2 separate regions of the Mus musculus genome follow, and region 1 is linked to region 2. A link is a contact called in public HiCAR-type data. All regions are on one chromosome and are shown on one strand. Each heading gives the region's core, a stretch centred on a gene start, on an enhancer-like site or on the middle of the called end of the contact. The rest is flanking DNA. Distances are from core to core; before and after follow the strand shown.

Evidence for each region. HiCAR-type assays count read pairs that join an accessible place to other places.
Region 1: a HiCAR-type map of astrocytes shows a contact between it and region 2, with 2.7 times the contacts expected there. The contact joins two enhancer-like sites. A contact is called at or near these places in 2 of 115 datasets of contacts at active chromatin or transcription factors (astrocytes and embryonic stem cells).

What each region holds. Positions count from the first base shown.
Region 1 is chr12:53,674,832-53,679,723 of GRCm38.p6, forward strand. All of the region lies in intron 4 of Npas3 (neuronal PAS domain protein 3), which reads left to right. Among named protein-coding and RNA genes, the nearest start is that of Gm35614, 150 kb to the right of the region's middle. Within about 2 kb of position 2,465, at least 5 of the 459 cell types and tissues checked have an H3K27ac peak or open chromatin away from gene starts, as enhancers often do. A contact at or near this core is called in astrocytes, where this site is marked.
Region 2 is chr12:53,030,313-53,035,759 of GRCm38.p6, forward strand. All of the region lies in intron 9 of Akap6 (A kinase (PRKA) anchor protein 6), which reads left to right. Among named protein-coding and RNA genes, the nearest start is that of Npas3, 220 kb to the right of the region's middle. Within about 2 kb of position 3,504, at least 157 of the 459 cell types and tissues checked have an H3K27ac peak or open chromatin away from gene starts, as enhancers often do. A contact at or near this core is called in astrocytes, where this site is marked.

The sequences.
Region 1 (4,892 bases), core at 1,215-3,714, 640 kb after region 2:
ACCCAGATAGAGGATGCTGGAGACCAAAGTGGATGGTAAGATGTGCCACACCTCCACAAGGACATAATCCTACCCTGGCTGAAAGAGCTGCCAGTGGCTGCTTCAGAGTCATAGTAGCAAACAGTATTGTCTACAGAGACTACAGTGTAGTCTCTGCTGTAGGATACTCCTGGTGGCAGGACCTTTACTTTTCTCCAGAAGATGAGAAGGGAGACAGTCTTGAGGCATTGTCTTCTACTTTGGTGGCTTGTGCAAGGGGTGGTCACAGTGAAACAGGGCACTGAGCAGGGTTGGATTCACTTAAAAGGTACCTAACACACCCAGAGAGAAATTGCCCATCCATTTGTTTTTCTCATTAGCTCTTATAATTAATGTCTGTTTCACTATCTCTAATATTTTTCATCTGTTCTTATCAACTACTAGTAAATTAACTCATAATAAATATTTACCTGCTCATAGAAATGGAGCTTAAAAAAAAACAATGATCTGAATTTTACTTCTTTAGCTATTATTATTCTTAAGTGTTCATTAAAGGCACTTAGCCCAGATATCATAGGGGCAGAAAACGGAGCTTATAATCAAAAATCATGACCAAGCCATGCAGCACACCGCAGATTAGTAAGAAACAGAGTGACAAGCATATTCAATCCTAATTTATAAGAAACAGGAGCCTTTCAGACTGATGATGCTAATCTAGAGTAAATTGTTAATTCATACACTTAGATCCAATAAAGGATTAACAGCCATATAAACAGACCAGGCAAAAGGATTTGACTTAATGCCAATAGGCTGAGGCAGGCAAGCCCACCAAGGTTGTGTGGATAGATCTACTTGGCCCGACTCTTCTATCTTTTCTTCTTCCCACAGATGGGAAGGAGACCCCTCCTTCACAACAAAGGTCCCAGTGTCTTTATGGCAGCTCTTACAGAGTCAGAGGAAGACCATAATGGAGTATTTAGGTTTTCTGAGTGGCTTTGGGGAAAAGTACTTCTGGGGTTTTAGACCCAGTTTGGAGAGGAGGAATTCTAGTTTTTATGGCTGCATTTGGGAAGGAAATAGGTCAAGAGATAGACAAGAAGAAGTCTAGAAGGAAACTTTGCTTCTGAGACTTTCTCTGAGGCCTTCATTCTGGTGAATCGTTCTGGTGAGATGCCTGAAAAGACTGTGTGATGGGCACTTGGCATTGGTATGAGAGTTTATAGGTAATGACAGAGTCTATCTTCTGAAATGAGAGTTGTATCTAGCTTTCTATGCATCAACTGACAGATGAGAACTAGAATATATTCTCCGCTTCTAGTACCAAGTCCTCCCTGGGAGACTGGCGTTGTGGATGAGGGGCTCTTCCTGGTCTTGTCTTCTTGTCTGTCTGGATGTTTCTGTTCTCCATGTCTGTGCTGTAATGTCAGCATCTTCTCTTGGGCCTTGCTTACCGAGCACAGTGTATGAGTACTCTTTTCTTTCCCATCAGCTCAAGTCCTTGGTCTTGACACACTGATTGGCAGAGTGAGCCTGGCTTCTGGTGTGTTCTGCCTCCTATTGGCTGTCTGCTTCACCTTGGCTGGGAATGGCTGGAAACGGGGGCATGTCGCTGTAGCCCACTGTCACAGTGACGTGTATGATCTGGACTCCTGTTCTCTGTCTGCTGCTGCATCCTTTCTGCACCCTGCCTTCCCTCACCCTCTGCAACTTCACGGTGTCTGGAAAGTATCTTGAATCCCTTTAGGCAGGAAGCAAGCGGTCTTTTGCGACAGAATAGGAGCTCTACTGGAACTCTCCATGGGACACAGCCTCCTCACCTCTGAACTAATGCACAAATGGGTAACTGAGAAGCATTTCTTCTTTCTATATTTTGATTGATGCGAATAATAAATGCAAGGGGAGTGAATGGGGATGAAGCCACAAGGCTGATTGCAAGGAGTCACTGAGTTCTTGTGTCCTGATAACAGGTGATTTAGATTAAAGCACTGAAAAGCACTGTCCCCCAACACTATGTCTGACCCCCTTCCATCAGATAACATTTAATGTAGGTACTCAGAGAGCCATTTGCACTGGTGGGTTTTTTGATTTTGTTCTTTGTTTTCTTTTTGTTTTGCTGGAGTTGAGCACACTCTCTCAGGGTGCTAATTTGGAGTGCTTCCATTGTTATTTTTGTCTTGGTCCACACCTGCAGGGAGGAGGAAGAACAAGGTCTAACACTCCATCTCATTCCATCTCAGTAAACTTTCACCCACCCAGGGAGAGAAGCCAGGAAAAGGAAGAGAAACTGCTCTTTAACGTCAACCACCACACCAACCATACAAAGTGTCAAACACTGCGGAATCATTGCTTCTGTGTTTAAGTTAACCTTTAGCAGTACAAGCATGCTTAGCTCTGCCCATCCCTGTGTGAGCAGAGAGGGTGGAGAGACTGGGAGAGTGAAGCAAGCAGCAAGGTAAAGAGGGCTGAAGGGAGGGAGGGGAGCCTTCTAGTGCTGTGCTAATGACCCCTGAAAGCCAGGAAGCTGTGACCATGGAGAATCTGAACATCAGCATTTGTGACTCAGATCTCCTTTTAGGACTTTTTTTTTTTAATGCTTCAAGGAATCCAACAAAAACCCCAAGCAGGAAAACTTGAGTAATCCTCTGCCAGCTGGCTTCCTCTAGCCCTCCACTGCTGCCTTTTTCTAAAGAGTACAGCTTTTCATGTCCTCACATCTACTAGTCAGCAAAGCGATTTTCCTGAAATTGCATTTCAACAATGGAATAGTATTCAGTCATGAAAATATGAAATTCTGCCACTGGCAGCATCAGAGATGAACCCAAAGAGTGCTTGTTATATCAACGAAATAAAGCCAGATTAAAACAACAGGGATATCATATACTAGTCACATGGGCTCTGTGAACATTCATCTTACAGATATGGAGTGTGTTCACAGAGCTATAAGGAGAGGAGGATGGCAAGAGGTCTGTCAACAGGTGTGAACACGTAACAAACAGGAGTGAGAGAGTCTGCTCTGCACAGTAGGGTTACCACAAGTAATGATATGCTTTGTACTTCAAGTAGCTGGAAGAAGAGTTTGAACATTCTTGCAAAAAAAAAAAATGTAAGCATATAAGTGATAGATATGACAGTTGCCCTGATTTGATCATTCTGTAATGTATGCATGTATCAGGAAATCACTTTGTGCCCTAAACATGCACAATTACTATGTGTCAATCAAAAATCAAACTGAAAAAGAAAGCATATCAGATCATAGGAGAGCATGAAGCCTGCAGAGAGAGTGCATGAAGCCCACAGAGAGGAGCTGTTCCCAATAATCTCTGTGCTTATATTTTGGTTAGAGGAACAAAGAGGCCAGGTACACAGCTTTTAACCTAGGACTGTGTTTTCCTATCCCAGATTCAAAATTTATGAATACCTTCAGAGGGTGTGCTTGGAAGAGCAGACCTTCCTAATCACTTGTTAGCTTAACAATAAACCATTGAAGCTACTAATTTGCCTATAAACACACGATCCCACTGGAATTGCCCGACACAGTACAGTTCAAAGGGCCTAATAATTGCCCAGTTCTTTCCTATGGAACTGTTTCAACCCCTGCTGAACCTCAGAGGACAAAGAGTGGGAAGGGAACCCTGCCTCCTTCCCTGTTAGCCTGGTGCAGATCTTAAGCAGGACCTGTGGTCACTAATAGAGCCCTTGACTTCTCACCAGACCTCTCCCTCTCCGGGAGGGCTGTGTATTCAGATGGTTTTCTATCCTGGTGCCTCTGGATACCAACGTCCCAGTGGAGAAGCCACTTTCTGTTCAGAGGCAATGGCAAAGACTCCTTCTGGAGTGCTGTCCCTGACCAAGAGCCATGAAAGCCACCCCTTCAGGTCCCAGGGAAGGGCCCATTTCCTGGCCTCTATAGTTTGGGGGAAATTCTCCCAGTGCTCCCTGCAGTGAAGATGAGGTACAACTGCTGACGACCTGGGCTGTCATCTTCTTTTTCCACTTTAATTTTGCATAATTATTTTGGTGTTCTCTAGATTCTTAGCATTATGTTAATTCATATGATTTCTCATTTCCACGTGAAATAATAATAAAAAAAACTTAAAAATATTAGCAGTGGTTATATGACTTCAAATAACAAGAATTGAGACTGGCTTGTTCCGGGTCTGCCAGCCTCGTGCGAGTCCAAACTGATCTATTACTATATAACTCCCTTTGAATCCAAGAGTCTTTGTGTCACCTGCTTTCTATTTCTCCTCTATTTCTCTGTTTTCTCTCTCTCCCAAATTCTGTTTGAAATGGGGGTGTTAAAAACAGCTGTCTCAAGGAACTGTGGCCTTTCTTGGCCCATCTCATATGAGGGGTGCGTTAATCTGGCCCCCATTGAACACTGTGCCCCCTTTGGGGGGGTCAGGATATAGTAAAAATGAACACATATAGTATTAGCAGTTCAGAATGATTTGTGGCCTCCGGTTCCTCTCTTTTAAGGGTGGCTAAGATGAATAAAAGCCAAAATGTGAATATCAAAAATGTGCAGACTCAGCAAAATAAACTCATTCTCATATATATATATAAACACACACACATTGCTTCCTTGATTAAGGCTCAACACATATGCAGACAGAGAATATGAAATTTAGTTATGACAGTTACTGCACACCTAGAACATTCTTTATTAATCACTAGAAAACATAGTTCTTAACATGGTTTAAAAAAATGAATGCGCCTTCAGACCTGATCAGTGACGTTTCTTCATATAGTGAATGGCAGTTAACACCCCACTAGTCAAAGTACAGAGGAGTTTCCATAAACCATAAATGTGACATCTATATGTTACCCCCTACCCACAGTGTACCAGAACCATTTCAGAAGAAGAGAAAGATCAGTAGTTCTCAGCCTTCCTAGTTCTGGAAGCCTTTTAA
Region 2 (5,447 bases), core at 2,254-4,753:
TAGGTGTATGTCTTGAGAGAGTCCCTTAGCTATGCCGCAACAATATTAGCTCATAGGATTTCCAAGGAGCTAAAAGTAACTCTGCCAGCTTGAAAGCAATCTCAAAACTTACCCATCAAGACTTTCATACCAGGAAATTTACAGTGGATTTTTTTATATTTAATTTTTAAATTTTATTATTTTGTTTATTATTTATATATTTACCATATAGTTGTACATTTTAAGGAAACAATACAAGTTTTCTGTATCTTTCTCCATTAGTGTCTGATCCTAATGTCCTGTTTGTTAAAATGAACAATTTGTTTTGCCTAATAGTTACTGAATGTATTGATTAATTCTTATATTTATGAATTTTGGATTGTTAAGAATCTTCATGAAAATACTTTCTATATATATACATACAAACATATATATGTATACATACAAACATATATATGTATACATACAAACATATATATTTATACATACAAACATATATGTATATATACATACAAACATGTATATGTATACATACAAACATATATATGTTATACATATATATGTATACATATATTATGTGTATATATGTATACATATATTATATGTATATATGTATATATACATGTATACATACAAACATATATATATATACATACAAACATATATATGTATACATAAAAAATATATATATATATGTGTGTGTGTGTGTGTGTGTGTGTGTGTGTGTGTGTATGAGATGCAGTAGCACCTCCACAGAGTGCTATGAGGGAAGAAGGTTTTAAAGTAAAAATACAAACCAGAACTAGGGAAAATATGCATAGGCCAGCGGCTTGTTCTGTGAGAAGAGTAAGTATGGCTGACAAGAGCTGCATAGCCTGTAGCATCCCTCTCAGCTAAAAAAATAGAAGTTTGAGTTTCCTGGTAGCAAAAGCAAAAAAGGAAATATGTTCACTTATACAGTATGCGTTTTGTATGAAAAAGCCATAATAGTGCCTTTGAAGAAGCTAAGGCCATTGGATATATATATATATATATATATATATATATATATATATATCATGTCTACGAATATTTATTAAGTAGTTCTTTTGTACAAGTAAAATGGCAAATACAGTATTTGTAACATCTGAACTAATTTACAGTTCAATGACTTAGTCGCTAAGTAAATGTTAGAGACTTGGAGCACAGACCTCGCCAAGAGACTCCTGTTGATGAAAGTTAACCAAGCAAACAGAGGCAACAGGGGTGAATTAAAGTACTAGACAAATAAACATGGTTGAAATGCTAAGTAAAAACGACCTGGCAAGGAGAGAGTGAGGCTTAGAAGCAATGACGGGGAAGGGTGCACTTGGAGGAGCTCAGGAAAACACCATGTAGAAAAGTCGGGTAGGTGTGTAAAAAGCTTTGCAACTTTAAATGTGTGTGAAGTACGATTATATATTCCAAGGAATAAGAAATACAGAGTAAAAGAAGATAAATGGGACATACTTGGCTTGTTATCTTACGACAGCTGATGCCAAAGTGATGTTGTCATTGCTATGAACTGATCATAGAAAACAGATTAATCACGCTATGCCTATATTTTATAAACTCACGAATATCAACCCCCTGGAATAGATTCCTTTCATTTTGCTTTGGATGGAGCTGTTGTAAATAATTTCAGATGTTCCTTGATCCTCTCATGGCTAAACTCGAGTTCCTACAACTGGATTGTATATCTGCCTCATGGTTCAGGCTGTGTTGATTGGGCTTAGAATTAAAGAATATCTACTGAATATATATTATTTTTATATGTTGGTTTATAGACTAGAAATGTGAATTGAAATTTGAATTCTGATAATTGGGCATTATATTTGGATTTCAGTACCAAATTTTACATTTCAATATTGATTGTACCAAATGAAACAAATTAGCAATCATTCAAACAGTTAGGGAAAATGACACCACACACACACACACACACACACACACACACATACACACACACTTCTTGACAATTTTTTTTTACCTCATTCTTAGTTGATTAATTGGATAGCCTAATTGTATGTTACATTTAAAACTCCATTAAGAAAAGAAAAGTATGCTTAAAATCATTATAATATTTCAAATAACATTATCTGGTCATTTTTAAAGTGACCAGAACTGAATAAAATCCACCCATCTCCACTGCTATCTAGAAATGAACTTGCTTCATTTTTATTAAAGTTCAAAAAGCCCTTAGATTAACTGTCACATTAATTTGGGCATTGATGAATCACTGTTTGATATGGATACTCAGATTTATATTTTTCTCTTTTTAATTTGAGAGAGGGCAAAACTCTTCATGGAATGTTTAGGGGAAAGGCCGATGGGATGTTCCCAAACAACCTATGAAAAATAGTTCCTGCTGGAGCTTGTAAGTTCTATTTGATTCACCTTTTTTTTTTAAAGGGGAGGGAAAGAAGAAAGATTTTAGAGACTAGGATGCTAGGAAACAGTTGGCTCTGTACAGAGGTCGAGGAAGGGAAGCCCTGCCAAGAGTCTCCAAGAGTCTCCTGTGGTGCTGCTGTCCGGAAGGTGCGCTGGCTCTGGGGCTGGCCCTGTGGCATTGTGGCGCTGTTCTCTCTCTGGCTGGCCGGCTCTGGCCTAGAGTGGATCAAACAAGCTGTGGGGGGAAAGTTTCCCTCATTTGCATCACTTCTAGACAGCCCTGTCTTACTCTTTGCTGACAGGAAATCACTGTCTTTGTCACCTTTTCTCAGGGCCCTCCTTTTGGCAGAGATGGGCCATGTGACCACGTTTAATCACAACAGCAGGGCTGGCTGGAGGCTCTGACAGGTTTTCCTCCGCACTTCAATAAATGGGGTGGAGGAGTCAGGAGGAAATGACTACATTAATTTTATAGTGAAAAAGATAATTAACACTTGAAGGCCTGATGCTCTAACGCTAGAACCTATGGGGTTACTATTCAAAACAAAGTAAATTTATCAAAAACTTGTGAAAACTATCTTATTATTATTTATTTTAATCTTGAATGGTGAGATCTGGGCACGTTAGAGGGAAAAGGAGCAGGCAGGAGAGAGGGAGTGATTGCATGTGAGGAAGAGAGAGGAGTGGGGGAAAAAGAAGAGGAAATCCTAGCAGGCATTAGCTCTGTTTGCAAAAGCAACTTAACTGGGCTAAAGCTCCGCCATTCCGGGGCTGGAGGCGGGAGCGTGTAAAGTGCCGCCTCGATGATATGAATAGACACGGGCAAACAAAAGCAGCAGTGTGCTCCTAGAAAACTCTGCTTAAAGGAGTTTCCCTGGCAACAGAAATGCCGTTCCAAAAGTAGACAGAACTTTCCTCAGAAAACATACTATTAATAACAACCTTCCGGAACAACTTGGAACAATTTGACGACTTGGCAATAATGCTGCCAAGCGTCGAGCAAATTAATCTCACACATAGAGTTTATATTTCTCTTGTCTGTGGTTCTGCTGGGGCCCGCCTAGACCTCTGCTTTTCAGTGGCTCAGGGGTGAAAAGTATTTCTCAGTGCTGCCATGGAAAAAGGAAACTAAAGAGACCTCAGTGTCCAACATCACTGGCCAACGGTTGTGTTCAGCCTTGGGAACCTACCAAGAGATTTTAGTTTGAGGAGATGAGTGTATTCCAGTGAGAACTGCTACAGGAAATCACACACTTTAATCGCCCTCTTGAATATCTCTTTCCAATAGAGATGCTTCCTGGAAAAAGACTTACTAAGGGTTAACAGCCTTAGTCTGCCTCTCACGTGAAGCACCTCTGAGGCCATAGACTATATAAACGTAATATATAAATGTAATGCCAAATATAGGCTGACTGTTACTTTTTAAAGAACCATTATTTCTTGTCAGCTCAGAATGGACTCATCTTGGGTCTACTTAGCCAAAGGGAATCATTTGAATTCTCCTAAAGGCTGCTTGCCAGCTGAGAGTCGAATGCTCCCCTCCTCCGACCTTTCTCGAATCCTTGGATGTAAAGGTTAAAAGTAATCAATATCTCATTGTGCTGCTTGGTTTCAGGGTAATAAGTAATAACCATCATGTTAAATCCAAATGATCCCAGATTGCACCTAAATGAGCTGACCCGTTAGAGAGGTGGCGTTAATTGCAATCAGGATAACCAGGAGAGTTTGCTAATAAAAGTTTGATTTAATTGTAAAAGGAACAAAACAAAACAAAATAAAACAAAATTTAATCTTTAACTTTTTGAAAACTTTTACTTAATTAAATAGAAATGCATTATCTGCTTCTATGTTAATCTGAGAGCTTTGGCTCCGTGCCCAGTGTTTGTAAATTTCCTTCCGATTTCTATAAAAGTCCTTACAAGAAAGGGCACTGACTTCTTTGTGTCCCAATACTAAATGAAGCATATGAATTTTATTATTTATTTATTTATTTATTTATTTATTTATTTATTTATTTTGAGACAGGGTTTCTCTGTGTAGCCTGGGCTGTCCTGGAACTCACTCTGTAGACCAGGCTGTCCTCGAACTCAGAAATTCGCCTGCCTCTGCTTCCCAAGTGCTGGGATTAAAGGAGTGTGCCACCACGCCCGGCATGAATTTTAGATAAATGGAAATATCATCTACCAATTTTTTTAGCATCATCTAGTTTTAAACTACTTATATCTTTACAGCTTATATTCATTCTATTTTGACTAATGAAAATTAGTCTAAATAATTTAGAGCTAGAAAATTATATGATGTGTGATTAAACTTTATAGACTGCTATGAGTTTGGGCTTGCTATTTTGTTAAAAATTAGTAAAGTGCCAAAGCTTAAATACGAAAATCAAGTATTCTCATTGACAAAGGAATAGTGATCTGCAAATGATAAGAATTAGGTTTAATGCTCCATGTAATTATATCAGGAAGGGATTGTCTATAACCTTAATAGAAAGTGTTGCATTAGACATATATTCCGTTCAATATAAACACTTGTCTTTATTATGATTCTATGAACTGTAAGGTAGGAACCAAATCTATGGGAGGGGCAGTATTTTAGTTATTTCAAAAGAAGTTGGAGAATTTGTTTAGAATAGGTGGTCAGCCCTGGGAACCTGTCTGAATCTCAGAGCTGTCAGTCATGAACTTGCTACCCTGGTTCCATTTGTCTAACTGTACAAGGAAGAGAGTTTGTAGGTTGTGATATGCAAGACATGTCATCTTGGAGCACTAGGAGTGCTCCTGCTCTACTACTCCATTCCCAAGTGCCCATATTCCTTCCCTCTTAGCCCGCAGTCCCATGTCTTTGGGAATGAAAAAACGAACTCTGCTAGATGCTGATATTTTGGTGTGGGATATAATATTGAATGAAATGCTGACCTTAAAAATCTAGTTTAAGTGGGGACTGTGTAGTAGTTGCTCTGTTAATAGAGTGTCTAGTGTGCATGAAGCTCCAACTAACTGGGCATAGTAATCCCAACCTTGACAGAATAGAGGCAAGAGGTCAAAAGTTCAAGGTCA